Regions from separate parts of the Pangasianodon hypophthalmus genome. Here region 1 is linked to region 2. A link is a contact called in public Hi-C data. All regions are on one chromosome and are shown on one strand. Each heading gives the region's core, a stretch centred on a gene start, on an enhancer-like site or on the middle of the called end of the contact. The rest is flanking DNA. Distances are from core to core; before and after follow the strand shown. Region 1 holds the start of LOC113524832 (NLR family CARD domain-containing protein 3-like). Region 2 holds the start of LOC113524822 (NACHT, LRR and PYD domains-containing protein 12-like).

Region 1 (5,147 bases), core at 343-2,842, 240 kb after region 2:
CTTCAAACCAGAAGAGGAATATGTCTGCTTAATGGTGCTGATTCATAATTATTTTATAATCAAGAAAAGTAAATAATAATTATAAATATAATTACACTATATGGCCAAAAGTTTGTGGACACCTGACCATCACACCTACATGTGCTTGTTGAACATCCCATATCCAGATTTATTCCCTCTTTGCTGTTAAAATAAGCTCCACTCTTCTGGGAAGACTTTCCACTAGATTTTGGAACATGGCTGTGGGGATTTGAGTTCCATTCCAACCATGTCTTCATGGAGCTCGCTTTGTGCACAGGGGCATTGTCATGCTGGAACAGGTTTGGGCCTCTTAGTTCCGGTGAAGGGAAATTGTAATGCTACAGCACACAGAGACATTCTGTACAACTGTGTGCTTCTGACTTTGTGGCAACAGTTTGGGGAAGAAGCACATACTTTTGGCCATATAGTGTATAGAGACAGATCATAGACAATATAAGGTAAAATCAATAAAGGTACATTCACTGACCAATTAATTAGAAGCAGTTAATATTAAGATCATATATCAGACTGGAGAAAAAGTTGTCTAAGTGGCATGACTGTTGGTGCCTGATGGGCTGGTTTGAGTAATACAGAAACTGCTGAGATTTTTTTCTCCTGGGATTTTCACAGATAACCAAAAAAAAAAACCCCAGTGTGTGCAGTTCTGTGAGTGTGTAAACACTTTGTTGATGAGAGAGGTCAAAGGAGAATGACACACTGGTTCAAGCTGACAGGAAGGCTACAGTAACTCAAATAACCACTCTTTACAACAGTTATGAGCAGAAAAGCATCTCACAAGACAGTTTACCTAGCTTGAGAATGAAGTTCCTAATAATTTGGTTGTTTAGTGTTTATTTACAATTTAAATCGTTCCCTCTGTCATCAGGAGATCAGGATTATATAAATAACCCATTAAAGCTGTATAGTTGTATAGTTACAATATTATAATCTATAGGTACATTTAATGTTGTGCAACATCAGTAAATAAGTTAGTTCCTGTTCTCACTTATAGCTCTCTCTCAGCTATAATCAGTCGTTCCCTCACCGGCCTCTCTTGCAGTTAATAAGACAAAAAATGCAGCATGTCATGTTACAGAGAAACCACAAAGCGTAAACTCCTCTGTCCTGAAGATGTCAGAAAACTTTGGAAAACTTCATCACGTGAATGATACATTTTTAATTTAGTTTGTTATAAATGAATGAGCTGTTACTATAGTAGTGTAAGCATCATGTATGTGTAAGAGAGCGGATGGTGCTTCCCTCAGGTGTGTTGTGCTGCACTGTGACCCAGAAGCAGTAAGATGCTGTTGTATGGCTTCACGTGTCTCAGAGGAAGCTCATGTTGGCCTTTATCCTCCCATGTTGGTAGCTGTTGAATGATAAGGGAGAAATGGCTGAGAATTGTCAAGTGAAAAAATGGGAAGAAAATGGGGAAAACTACAAAAAAAAATAGGATTTGATTTGGATGATTTAAATCCTAAAGTAATGTCAATGAAAGTCGAGTTGTTAACTGGCATCACTAATGCCAAGTAACTTTTAATCGTTGACGCCGAGTTGTTGTTTTTTTCTGGTGCAGTTACACCCTGTGGCCAGCAGGTGTCTCAGCAGGTGTGGCGGTTAGAGCAGGTCACCGGTTTAGTGAAAGTGAAACTCAGCGGCGCCATTTCAAGACGAAGTAGTTGGGGAGAAAAACAGTACGTATACTGAAATCTAACGCTATAATAACATTAATGTTATACATGTATACGATATGGAGTACAGTGTTGCTGTATTTTAATGAAGTGTTAATGTATACAGTTTATTTTCTGGCTTTTTAAGCTGATATTTCTGTGTAAGTGAACTGCGCCATCACACAGGGTTATATAACCACACAGAGACAGGAAGAGTGTTCTCTCTGTGTTACACACATAACCATGTGTTTTATTAGATTCATTACCATAATAGTGAACACACTACAGGCTAGTTGTTGAATAAAATATTAAAGCTTCACCTCAATTCACCTTCAAACCTGTAAACATCAGTTAGAGCGCTAATGCCTCATTCTTTATCGAGATAAAGCTACATATAAACAGGAAGTGAAGTTCAGCTCCAGGGTCAAAATATAAATATAAAGCTAGAATACAGTGTATTATGTGTTCACACTAGATGAACAGTTTAGTGGGTTTTTATGGAGTTAATTTTGTGCCAGATGTTTCAAGTAAAATCTATTATCAAAATATTAATGATCAAAATGTAAGAAATGTATTGAAAATGCAAGCAATGAAAATCAAATCAAAATTATTTTTCTATTTGTGGATTTTTCTTTTGCTTCTGACTTTTGGCACATGTTTATAGGAGGTGGGTTGTAGAAGAAGGTGTTCACTATCGGTCATCTCTCTGTATTGCTCTGAAAGATGCTCTGAAAGTTAGTCACACCTGTAGGTGGCGCCATGAATCACATACAATGTCATACAGTATTATCTCATCATTCCCAAAACGTCCCAAAAATCTGACAAGTTCATATGAAAATAAGTGTAATGTAGTGTAGAAATACAAATACAATTAATACAAATAATTATTAATTACAAATAATGATGAATGAATAAGTATTCACCCACATTTTCAGTAAAACCAGTTACCATCAGAAGTCACATAATTAGTTGAATGGAGTCGATCTGTGTGTCATGTGATCTCAGTATAAACACTTGTTCCCCAAAGAACCCTTCCATCTCATGTAAGTATAGCTGTGACCTGTTTACCTGTTTACCTGAAAGAAGAATGAAGAATCCTATTACATTCTGATAGATTGTTTTCTTTACTCCTAATGGCTCAAATGTCTTTTTACATACATTACTTGTCATGCTGTGTGTGTCTGTGTGTGTGTGTGTGTTTGCAGCTGTGATATGAACACAGGACTTCCAAAATGAGTCTCTCTGAAGAACAAAACACAAAGAAAGATGAGAGGTGAGAGACAAAATTATTGTTGTATTCAGCAACAATGAAAGACTCACAGATGTGTATTTATTAAATGTGACTAATGAACAGAGAAACTCAGTGATCAGAAAAACTGAGCTTCAGCTCAAGATGTTCAATACCAGCAGATATTAATGATCTGGGGAGAGTTTAATCACTCCCTAAGTGACGAAGTGAAAGGACTATGTAATAATAAATAACAAAAAACTACTTTGAGAGGAACTTACACAGTGTCTCTGTGTGTTTTAGTCTGATGGAGGAGAGATCAGACTCACCAGAACCCAGCTGTGTGTCCCTGAAGAGTGACCAGTCAATGGGACATCCATATAAATTTAAAGAGCAAGACTGTTCTACTGATCCAAGGTAAAGATGATTGAGAAAATAATCCTAAATAACCTGAATAACACATTTAACTATTCAGAGCCTTTAGTATGCCACTAAAATTGAATTCCAGTGGATCGGTTTCTGCTGGCTATCTTTAAAATTTTCCTGAAACTTGGTGATGCAGCTGATGGTGTATGTCTGAGCAAAACACAAGCCATGAGGTTACAGAATTGTCCTAAAGCTCAGAGACACAACAGTGTTGAGGCACAGATCTAGGGAAGGAAACTTAAACATTTCTGCAGCTTTGAAGTACCTGAAGAACACAGAGGCCTCCAACAAACTTAAATGGAAGGCGTTCAGAACCACAGAAAACATCACCACTGGCGTTTATCACCAACAGGCAGGACCAGTAGCTTTCTGACATTATATAATAATATATACTTATGATAACATATAAATTACATATAACATATAAAAACGTGTCATATAAATTTGGTCACTTAATCACATGCGTTTCTGTCACGGTGCTTCAAGCAGGATCGTAGGCTCGCTAGTTTTTTAAAATCATTAAAGACTTAAAAGTCATTAGACTCAAACACACTGTATACAGAACGTCAAATAAAGTTAAAAATCGCTAACGTAAGTAATCATCTGAGAGCCACAACAATGATAACAAGCTACTTACGTTTGTAGACGAAGTTGGCTGAGAGTTCGTCCACCATTTTTTTCGAGCTGAGAGTCTTCAGAAAATATGACGTCATTTCCAGTAAGGGAACGTAGTGAGCATCGATGCTGCCTGTTTTTTTGCGGTGCATTGTGGGATTTTTTAGGGAGCGAACGTTCCAGTGCACTGGAAGGATTTTACTATTAAGACAGCCCTTAAAATGGCTGCCTCCCTGATCAGCTCCCTAACTAGGGAACTGAGACTCACCTCTGCCTAGAGCTGGAGCTCAACCAAACTGAGCAAACAGGGTTTTAGTGTGGAAGGTGGTCAAGAACCTGGATTTAAGTCTTTTACCTAAATACGAGCAGTTTAGGAGGAAACCTGGCAATGCTCATTACCTGGACAATCCCATCTTTACAGTAAAGCTCGGTGATGGCAGCATCATGGGTTCGAGATTCTCGAATTGAGAATTGAGTGGGAGATGAACTGATAAAAATGCAGATTCATCCTAATGGAAAACAGGATCTCAGATCAGGGTGAAGATTCACCTTCAAACACAGCCAAGACAACACAGGAGTGTCCTTGAATAGACAAACATTGGTGCAGCAATGCTCCTCATAACACAACTTTAAAGTCATCATGTTTGTTGTAATGAGCTGTATTTCAAATCAAAAACTTTGACCTTACATTAAAAAACAGAGCTTTCGATAAGTTTGAAGGTGATGTGTGAGGTCTTTAAAATTCAAACACTAACTGTAATAGGAAACCCAGTTAGTGTTAGTACTTTATAATGGTGTAGAATTTTTTACTTTTCAAATTTGCACATAACATACCTGTACATACAAAATTGCACATAACATACAAAATATTGTATATTGTCTATTTGTATATTTGTATATTATTCTTTTTATTGTCTGTGTCTTGTCTTGTCACTGTCATTCTGTTGCACTGTGGAGCTTCTGTCACTAAAACAAATTCCTCGTATGTGTAAACATACCTGGCAATAAAGCTCATTCTGATTCTGATTCTGAATAGTACATGAGTATGTAATTTGAGACACAATGCTAGTTTGGTGGAAGTAAACATTTGTAATTTTCTATATTTTTTTATATATTTTTATTTTTACATTTTATATCCTCATCTTAAAAAATATCTTTTTATTTAATTAGTAGTTGAGCTAGCATGC
Region 2 (4,432 bases), core at 752-3,251:
GCCTGTAAGCTCCCAGTGTAGCCAGATAATTCTTGTTTAAGCAAAAAATCTTTCTGTGCTTTGGAAAAAAATTAATAAAAGAAATATAGTAAAACAATAATCATCACTGTGACTGCCTTTTCCAAGATGGAGTATTTTATTACTGGGTGGGATGGTGACATAGTTCCTGTTTCCGCATCGTTTGCCAGGAGTTTCTTGCCTGTGTTGGCATTTAAACTATACTGTTTCTTCATTTTTCGTCAATAATTTGTTTCATTTCGTTATCATTTAATCGTTTTCATTTGTTGTAATTTTCACTGTCCCTTCTGCTGTATTTTCATTTTTTCATTCATATTTTCATTTATTTTCATTCTTTCACATCAGCTACTGCACAGAATTTTAGCAATAATCTCCCAGAGTTATCAGCTATGATTGGATCACCATCTGATCCTGAAGAACTTGATGAGGCAACTGAATGCTTAGAATCAACATTCCACTTAAAACAAAGATAAACAGAGAGAAAAACTAGCACCCTGGCATAACAATCACACACTTTAAAACAGACCACTCGAAAATTAGAATGTAAATGGGGTCAAATTAAGTTTGTAGTATTGCAAACAGCATGGAAGGAGAGCCTTCTACAGAAAACTATAGAAAATCTCTTAGTGCTGCTAGATCAGTGTATCGCTCCACCCTAATAAAGGATAACAAAAATAATCCTTGATTCTTATTTAATACTGTAGCAAAATTAACTGGGAATAAGACCACAACAGAATCATGCACACAATCATTATGTAGCAAACGATGACTTCATAATTTTTTTCAATGGCAAAATTCAAAATATCAGGCAAAAAATTCACTGTATTTCTCATATGTGATCTTTTTGAAGCAGTGTACAGTAAATTCAAGCTTTCATGTAATTAATACAGTAATGCATTTTAATTGTTGGGAAGATAATGATGTGAAGAAATTATCTGTGTTTTCATAACGCCTTTACATGAAATCATGTGACTTCTTTTGTTTATTGACATTTCTAGACAAACCTGTTTCAACACGTCACAAATGTCTGTTTTGAATTGCTGTAAACATACACCACCCTTCCAAATACATTCAGCTCAGCACTTCCGTTAGACATCCGTTAAGTGAGAAAAGCACTTCTATCATAGATTTTATATAACCCATTCCACTTGAACAGTGGCTAGCATTAAAACAAAATTTCCCAAACTTTTATTTAATCTTCAGCAATCCTCAGGCAAACTAGTGATAGATTGTTTAGCTACTTGAAAGAGTTTATGTTTAAAAACGCACTCCTCTTAGGAAAGTGTACTGTTAATAGTGACTCTGTGTCAGTTTAATATAGTGTGATGGTATTACTATTAAGAGATTGATTAATTTTCGGGAAAAGTGATTTAAAAGGCATTTAAACATTTGTAACACTGCTGTATTGTAGTTATACAGGATGAGTCAAAATGCTAACACTTAATGAGAACATTTTTCTTTACAGTTTTCTTTTCTTTACAGTTCTGTGGTAATGAATTTTTGGTGAAATGCCCACTACATTGTGTTTGGAGAAAAGACTAGTTGCAGTAATTAGTAACCCAACTTCCTTGTGTGTTACAGTCATGTTAAAGTGTTCATTATAGTGTCATATGTGTTAACACTTCTTTAAATCAAGCTGTATTGTGACGCTGAGTGTAAACTCTGTAAAGACTGTCAGACAACACAAAACTAAAACATACAATCTGACTCTGTATCATTAAACAGTTCACTTAAAATCATGCTATCGAATTACAAAGTAAATTGTTTAATTTAGTCCTCATCTAGTGAGGAGTTACAACATTTTTATATTTATATACAGCTTTTATACCTAAGTTATATATTTCTATACAAATGTAAATTTACTTACTGTGTGGCATCCAGCAAACTTTAGTTACAAAAGTGGCACTGCCAAGTAAACCGGTTTGATCTGTTTTACCTTCCAGAGAGTGGAGTATAAAATGGAAAGTAGATCGCTCTCTCTCTCTCACTCACACACACACACTGTTACACAGTCTAGTGTTGGGAAAGAAACAGAAAGTGTGCATGGAGACTCCCAGGTTTATAAAGAACACACCTGCTGACTTTCTCATGATTTACAATAGATAGATAGATAGATAGATAGATAGATAGAAACTTTACTGATCCAGAGGGAAACATTCACAGATAACCATAAATACAGAAGGTGCAAAAAAAGTTATATTGTGGGAACTTTATTTACATTCAGTAAACATTTGGTAAATGACATCAAGCAGGTCTAATAACAAACAAACCCCTCCCCTGGCTAACATCCTGCAGACAGGTTGCTACTGCATGATCTGCCCAAGATAACAACATCAGAACTTATAAAACATAGTTTTATAAACGTATTTGTGTTTATAAAATGTTCTTTTACTGAAGCCAAACTACCAGTGAGTTTCACAAGAGCGTGCCCATCACTGCTGTCAGTGATTATATGCAGTGATTATTAAATTTTATCAAATGCTATTCACTATTTCTAACAGCTAGTGAAATAGTATTAGTTATAAAAATGAGGAAAAGCTTTTGGCTTTTAATAGCTACTTCTACCAATTAACTTACGCTTATAACTTATAACAACACTGTGTGCTGAATAAAATGTAAAGCATAATTAATTAAAATCACTTGTATAGGGAGAGCTCAATAGAGCAAAAGCGATTAGTCACTTAGTCGATTAGTCGCGATAAGGCAAACAGTAGCTGGTAAGTGTTGCTTGCTTGATTTTTAGTTAGGCCATATTTATGGCCTAAACTTTCAAGCACCACTGTGTGTGTGTGTAAAATAGGGTAAATTTCCTGTTTTTTTTTTTTTACTAATTCAATTAAAGTCTGAATATTCCAAAATGTAAGCAGTGCACACCAGTGACTACTCAATTGAATGAAAGGACAGACATGTACCAAAATAGACCATGGTTTAAAAATGTTTCATTTTACTAAATAAAATAAATAAACTATGATATGACTGTTGTAAAAAGCTGTATTTTATTGTTGCCTATTTGGAACCCAACTTTTTGATGGTATTTAGATTGTGATTTCCTAAATACTTGGCCATGTTACATCAGGAGTTCCATCAGGCTGTAAACAAGGCAATACGTCTGTTCAGTTATTGAGTGTGACCCGGTGACTGAGATTGTACACCCTTGCAGATGCTGCATGAATGGAAAATGTTCTGAACAGGGGGTAGAGGTGTGGCAATGGAAAAAAAAAAACATGCCCGTGTGAAATGTGCGACTGCTTTGCAGCTTTTCCCTGCATTTTAAAACCTGCATTATAGTGAAGGATGTGAAGGAGAAGGTCACTGGTTAGACGTATTGAATGAATACGGCTCTTCCTCTGAGTCTCAACGAGAGTGGAAGACCTTCTGATTCTGAGCGAACTGGTACTTGCAGTTCGTGAACAAAATGAATGAACTAGCTGAACGAACGAGGATCTGCTGACTCACTGATATCGGCTCGGCCGATACATGCATGTCGTTCGTTCAGTTCTCCACCCTTTCAACATGAAGAGAAAGAGGAGGAACAGTGCATTTGAAAAGTGTGTAGCATAAAAAAGTTAAACATAAATATGAACATACAACAATAGAAGTATAAGAAAAACAATTAAGATGACCATACATATATACATACTATAAATGAAATTGTGCAAAAGAGATATTTTGGGGGAAGCAGCGCATAGTGCAAGATGATTTGTAGTGCAATGCACAAGTAAACATATATTGTCAAATTGAGTCTTTGTGTGAGGGAATGTCTATAAAAAGTGTTCAGTGTACATTCAGAGAAAAGAGTGTGTTACTACAGGTGGTTTGTATAGCCCACTCACCTGTGTGTAGCACACTCACAATTGCACTTTAAACAGATTGTCAGTTTTTCATGAGTTGGGGGAGGGGGTGAGGTGTTCATGGTTTCAGGAGGTAGGGTTGTGGATGAGGTTTCAGAGAGGGACAGGGAGATTGGAGTTGAGGGCTCTCACAGCCTGGGGGAAAAAGCTGTTGAGCAATCTGACAGAGCGAGCTTTGATACTCCGGTACCTTCCACCTGATGGCAGGAGCTGGAAGAGATTGTGGGAGGGATGGGTAGGGTCCTTCACGACGCTGGTAGCCTTGCTGGAGCATCGTGCAAGGAAAATGCCCAGGATGGAGGGGAGAGGGGCAGCTGGTCAGCACACTCTCAGTGGTGCCCCTGTAGAAAGTGCTGAGGATGGGTGGAGGGAGACTTGCTCTTTTCAGCCGGCGGAGAAAGTGGAGGCGCTGTTGGGCCTTCTTGTTGAGTGACGTGATGTTGGTGGTCCAGGTGAGATCCTCTATAATGTGCACCCCCAGGAATTTAGTGCTGCTGACTCTCTCCACGGCCGAGCCGTCGATGGTCATTGGGGGGTGGTCAACAGAGTTTCTCCTGAAGTCT

Evidence for each region. Hi-C and Micro-C count contacts between places; a contact is called where the count stands out from the background.
Region 1: a Hi-C map of liver and muscle shows a contact between it and region 2, with 11 times the contacts expected there. The contact joins the promoter of LOC113524832 here to the promoter of LOC113524822 in region 2. A contact is called at or near these places in 2 of 3 Hi-C or Micro-C datasets (liver and muscle and muscle).

Annotation. Positions count from the first base shown.
Region 1 is chr19:21,714,377-21,719,523 of fPanHyp1.pri, forward strand. LOC113524832 (NLR family CARD domain-containing protein 3-like) reads left to right here and starts at 1,593. Exons shown (of 13, transcript XM_034313611.2): 1 at 1,593-1,715; 2 at 2,897-2,964; 3 at 3,223-3,336. The coding sequence starts at 2,924.
Region 2 is chr19:21,473,582-21,478,013 of fPanHyp1.pri, forward strand. It overlaps LOC113524822 (NACHT, LRR and PYD domains-containing protein 12-like), which reads right to left and starts at 2,002. Exons shown (of 11, transcript XM_053242080.1): 1 at 1,886-2,002.